Regions from separate parts of the Mus musculus genome. Here region 1 is linked to region 2. A link is a contact called in public promoter capture Hi-C data. All regions are on one chromosome and are shown on one strand. The core of a region is the stretch at or near the end of the contact, and the rest is flanking DNA. Distances in the headings are between cores, read along the strand shown.

Evidence for each region. Promoter capture Hi-C pulls out the DNA fragments that hold promoters and counts their contacts.
Region 1: a promoter capture Hi-C map of second pharyngeal arch cranial neural crest shows a contact between it and region 2. The contact joins the enhancer-like site here to the promoter of Foxe3 in region 2. A contact is called at or near these places in 17 of 39 promoter capture datasets (the C10 cell line, the HPC-7 cell line, HPC-7-derived erythroid cells and 12 more), 8 of 15 datasets of contacts at CTCF or cohesin (the NIH/3T3 cell line, embryonic stem cells, hippocampal excitatory neurons and 3 more), 46 of 484 Hi-C or Micro-C datasets (the 63-12 cell line, the Ba/F3 cell line, CD4 T cells and 33 more), 19 of 115 datasets of contacts at active chromatin or transcription factors (the HPC-7 cell line, a beta-TC-6 cell line, bone marrow-derived macrophages and 13 more) and 2 of 9 other capture datasets (adipose tissue and macrophages).

Annotation. Positions count from the first base shown.
Region 1 is chr4:114,650,535-114,653,245 of GRCm38.p6, forward strand. All of the region lies in intron 1 of Gm33655 (a long non-coding RNA gene), which reads right to left. Among named protein-coding and RNA genes, the nearest start is that of Gm12829, 28 kb to the right of the region's middle. Within about 2 kb of position 1,352, at least 87 of the 459 cell types and tissues checked have an H3K27ac peak or open chromatin away from gene starts, as enhancers often do. A contact at or near this core is called in the 63-12 cell line, the Ba/F3 cell line, CD8 T cells and 17 more, where this site is marked.
Region 2 is chr4:114,924,512-114,927,357 of GRCm38.p6, forward strand. It overlaps Foxe3 (forkhead box E3), which reads right to left and starts at 1,556. Exons shown (of 1, transcript NM_015758.3): 1 at 1-1,556. The coding sequence starts at 1,502. The coding sequence ends at 636.

The DNA of each region.
Region 1 (2,711 bases), core at 102-2,601, 270 kb before region 2:
AAATCTCTCTCCAGCCCATGCCTGCTCCATGGTGCCCAGCGAGGACAAAGTGCTCCAGGAGGACCACTAGCCACACACACCCCTCACTGCTCCAAGCTTCGTGGAGCAGCTCTCCCCACTCTGGAGAAAGGCACATGGTAGAATGGATAAGGCCTTGGAGCTTCCAGACCAGCTTCTTGTAGGCAGATACCCTCCGAGTGACTCATAGCTCTCTAGCTGCCAAATGGCATAGGAGCTACTGGCTTCGTATATACGGTGCTGGTCCAGTGACGTGATGCATCACAACCTGTGGCTCATAAGGAACACTAGATAAACAGAAGCTCTCATCCTCTGAGCTTAGATCCAGCTGGATCAACAGGGTCTGCTCTGTCTCTTTCTTCCATCCAGTCTGTGAACTTATCCACCTCAGCTTCACCAGAGCCTGACCTTCAGGAAGGCTCAGTGCGACGAGAGCCCAGGAACTTCTTGCATAAAGATGGATGGATCCAGGCCATGTGAGTGAGACCCAGAAGAACCCCGCCCCCACCCAAAAGTGCGAGGAGCCAGGGGAGGGAACAGAAAGACAGGGCAGACCTCAGGAGGGGCAACAGCTTGAACACATTTTTCCCAGTTGAGGAGGCTAGAGAATGACTTCTCTGCTGAACTTTGACCTCCGAGTCACATATCTTCTTTGAACTGTCAGGCAGCCCCCAGCCCTGTCACTCTCCATCTAAGCTAGGCCAAAAGTGAAACTCCAGCCCTGCCCTGCAGCAGTTCCCATGAGCTCTATGCCTGGATGTCTTATGTGTGGGAGTGGAGGGGGGGTTACACATATCTTCCAACCAAGACCCACTGCACATCCCTGGCCCAAGCTCAGCTCTAACAGCCTGAGGTCCACGATGGATTCTCTCCAGCCTGGAAAGAGAGAGTTAAGTCACAGTCCAGGACTGACCAGGAGTCCTGCTCCCCACCACACCTATAGGGACCTAGGGAACTTAGGGAGCTTTTCTCACCAAACTGTATGGGTTACAATTTGCCTGAAGAAAGGCATCCTGAGTGGGAGAATCATGTAGAGAATGAAAGTACACAGCTTGGCGTGTTTGCTTCCTTCCCTCAGATGGTGAGGAGGGGAGGCATGGGCTCTTGTCTCCCTTGTATCGCCAGTATCTCCTCTCACAGAAACTCGGGCATTGAAGCAGGGCAGGCATTATACCCTAGTTTTACTTGTAAGGAAGCCAGGGTTTATAAGATTAAGGGAGTCTATCCAAGAACAAGTGGCCTGGCTCCAAACTGGCAGAGCCAGGACTCTAATGTGACCAAGGCTCAGCATGCCTGGCTGCAGCGAGAGCAGAGCAAAGTGGACATCCCAGTGTTTCAAGCCCATAGCATCTGTTCTGCCTGCCAGCAAGCACAGGTCCTCCTGGCTCCTGGGAGGGAGTCTCCTTGCGAGAAGATGGAAGGGCCCATGATTCAATACTAGCTGAACCCAGAGTTCCTCTTTGTGTAAGCAGTCTCTGCATCTGGTCACACCTAGCATCCAGAAGTGTTCTGTAAATATCTGTTGAATGACTGAGGTCACAATTCTTTCTAGAACATTCATGAAAGAAGCAACAATGTGATAGAAATGGGAAAGCAAACATGGAAGATAGAGGTGGATTGATGTGAAAGATTCACTAAGTTTGTCATCTGAAGTTTTTCTCTTTTCTTCCTATCTTTCTTTTTTAACCTATTACCTTCCTTTACTATAACAGGCACTGGTGGTTTGAATGAGAAATGTCCCCCATGGGTACATATATTTGAACACTTGATTCCCCAGTTGGTAGTGCTGTTTGGGGAAGTGGAACCTTTAAAGGATGAAACCTTGCTAGAAGAACAACATCACTTTTGGGAGGATTTTGAGAGTTTATCCTGCATATCAAATATTTGCATTAAAATTTGTAGCAGTAGCAAAATTATAGTTATGATGTAGCAATAAAATAATTTTATCACGGGGAAGAGGTGTTTACATGAGAAACTGTATTAAAGGGTCACAGCGTTAGAAAAGTTTGAAAACCACTTGTTTCTAGCCTTGCCCTACTTCCTGCTCTGTCTTTGCTGCTTCCTGTATGCAAATGAGATGTGGTCAGCCTGCTGCTTCCTGTTTCTGCTGCCAAGAAGTAGGAACTGTTATAATTCCAATTATCAGATCTAGAAACAGAGACCAAGAAATTAAGTAGCGTTTTCAAAGTAATTTAATGGTGGGGCTGGGCCGGCAATATGATTAAGTGTGTAAAGAGGTTTGCTGCCAAACTTGAAGATTTGAGTTCAATCCCCAGGACTCAAATGGTAGAAAGAGAAAGCTGATTCACAGATTGTCCTCTGACCTCCACACATGTTCTTTGGTGACACCCACCCACACAATGGGTATGATAATGTAAAGGAAAGTGGTGGAGTCCTGACTTACATGTGGTAGTCGAACTTCAGAACAAAAGAAGAAAGTCTGTTTCAGCTGCAAATCGCTCACAGATGACAGGCTAAGATGTGTAAGCAGTTGAAGCTGGACAGGAAACAGACCTGAGAAACACACAGGGTTCTCTCTAATGTGGAGATTTGGAGCACTGATTTCACTGTCGTTTCACTATTGCTATTGGTGTTGCCTCTCTGCCTGCCCTGTGGGACAAAATGAGCTATTTTTACAGGTCTATATGAAGTCAGGTATGGTGGTGTATGCCTTTGATCTTAGCACTTGGGAA
Region 2 (2,846 bases), core at 306-2,805:
TTTCCATGGGGTGGAGCAGCCACAGACTCCCATTAATTCCCCATTCAGTCAGGAGATCCTGGTGCCGAGTAACCTAGAAAATCTGAAGAACTGTTCAGAGCAGAGCCCTCAGGTGAGTCTTTGTCGGAGACAGGCTCGGTAAGAAAACAAGCACAGACTGTAAACCTAGGGCAGGGAACAAATTTGCCAAACTTATCGGTAAATGGAGGAAGATGGGGTAGAAGTAATGAACCCAGGAGTCTGACCTCTGATGTGTTGGCAAAACATCAGAGATGGAGGAGGTGCCTTGGAACGAAAAGTTTCCACAGACTGGAACTCACAGGGACATTTGGGGCTGGGGCTGGAGTTCCAAAGCACCGGATTTGGCAGTGCAAGGGTGCTTATGTGGGGAGCACAAGTAAAGGGAGGAAAGACCTCAAATTGGAGAGGGCGCTTCAGTCTGGTGGTGAGACAGCCAGGGTCTCCCCAGGGATGGAGGAGGGCAGGGAAGGCTTAGCCCCAAGCAAGGCTCGGGGACCCAGCGAATTGCGCCACGCTGCGGGCGGGCGGGTACGGGTACCACGGACAAGCTCGCACTGCTCCAGCGCAGGCCGGGGCAGAAGGCTCCACCAGGCGCTCCCGCAGCGGAAAGCGACTCACAGGTAGCGCTCCAGCCCCGGCGCGAAGCCCGGCTGTCTCAGGTAGGCTTCCCCGGCTCCGAGCGGCCCGAGCGCGCCGGCCGATCCCGCCAAGGCCAGGAGAGGCTGGGCGGGCAGCGGCGCGGGTAACCCCAGGCGCTCGGACGCTGGCGAGTAGAGCGGCGGCGAGGCTGCGGCGGCACAGGGCGGGAAGGCGGCGTCGGGCGCGGCGCAGCAAGGCGGCTCGGGCGCCACGGGTCCCGGCGGCTCAGGCTGCAAGCCCAACAGGCTGTCCAGGCGGAAGAGGCGCGCGGGCGGAGCGGACGCGGGTGCTGGCGGGGGCGGGAAGGGCGCATAGGGGAAGGGCGGCGGCGGCGGCGGCGGTGCGGGCAGCTCAGCGCGCTTGAAGCGCTTGCGGCGCCGCAGGAAGCTACCGTTGTCGAACATGTCAGCGGCCGCGGGATCGAGCGTCCAGTAGTTGCCCTTGCCCGGATTGCCCGGCTCGCGCGGCACCTTGACGAAACAGTCGTTGAGGGTGAGGTTGTGGCGGATGCTGTTCTGCCACTTGCGCGGGCTGTCGCGGTAGAAGGCGAAGCGCTCGGTGATGAAGCGGTAGATGGCTGCCAGCGTTAGACGGCGGCCGGGAGCGTGCGCCAGGGCCATGGCAATGAGCGCGATGTATGAGTAGGGCGGCTTCCCACGCTGTAGTGGCCGCCGCCGTCGCTTCCCCGGGCCAGGCACGGCCGTGGGCTCGGCGTCCCCACCGCCCACCACTTCCTCCGGTTCGCGCCCCGGTTCGGCTCCCGCCAGCGTCGGCAGCTGCGGCCCGGACGGCGTGAGCGAGGGCAAGGCCGGGAAGCCCGAGAAAGCGACTTGCGCATCCATGTGCGGGGGGTGGGGGTGGGGGTCCTAGGGATGCGGAGTCCCTGCTCGCGCCCCGGAGAGCGGGGGTCGCAGGTTCGCCTTATATGGACACACACACTCCCACCTCCCGAGGAGAGGGCCCTGACCTGCCCTCTAATTTGCTTTCCCAGCCCCCTTCCCGGGCTGGCAGCCCACCTCTGTTTCTCCCCCTCCCTTGGTCTAGTCCCTCTGGGTCAATTTTTTTCAGACCCTCCCTCATCCCTGAGTCAGTCTCTGGGCCCCATCCCCATCCCGTGGTATTTGGTAGTACTGCTCCCATTACCCCCGCCCCTTTGGGTCAACCCCAATTACAAACACACCCATTCAGCACACTCTACTGCCCTCTCCCCATTTTGTGCCTTGTAGAGGTCAGATCCCCCTTAGCCTTCCCCATGCTTCTAGTTCCCGCTCCAGCAGTCTTTGCTAGCCTCAGGCATCCTATGTAGCTGGTCAGGGAGGCATCAGGCTCCTTTGGACAGCAGAGAACCAGAGTGAAGATGATGGAAGACAGCAAGACAGCGCAGAACCAGGCTGCCTTTGTTGCAGGGGAAAATGTTTAGAAGCCCTAACTCCTTTCCCTGCTGCACCCCCTTCATCCTTATCCATCCCTGACTCCAGGGAAACTTGTTTCAAACATACATAACTCCACCTCTCCCCCCCAAAAGGCGCATACCCCCCCCCACATGCTTCCACTGAAGGCAGGGCTGAGCGAACTGCTTTCTGATGTAGCATTATCAGTGGGTAGAGAGAGGGGAGAGTTTTTGTTAAAATGCCCCACCAGCACACAGAGAGAGCCAAAGGCGGAGAAGCCTTGTTCTTAAAGCAGGCAGACTGACAAGATCAAGGGAAGTAGAGGCAGAGCAAGGAGCACAGAGACAAGAGAAGGTCTTACTGTGACAAGTCCCAGAGGCACTTACTGCCAAGGTCTTGTGAGTACAGCCAGCCCTTGAGAAAATTTGGGCACCCATCAGACTCCATCTCTGATGAAGCATATCTTATCCCTTACCTCGAGAGGAGAGGGCTCGGACCTGCCCTCTAATTTGCTAGTCTAGTGCAGATGCCCAAAGCTAGATTCAGGTGGCCTGTAGCCAAGGATGCAAAATCCAAATTCAAGCATGGGGCTCAAAGACTCCCCTCCTGTACACAGCTGATAACAAATCACAGCTACCACTGTTTAGCATTTTGTATTTGGTAAATACTTATAGTATTTCACTGGCATTTAAGCTCCACTGGGCGGTAGTACTATCCCCGTTTCTTGGCTGAGGGAACAGGTGCTCTGAGAGGTAAAGTAGTATACCTCGACTCCCACAAGGTACACTAATAGTG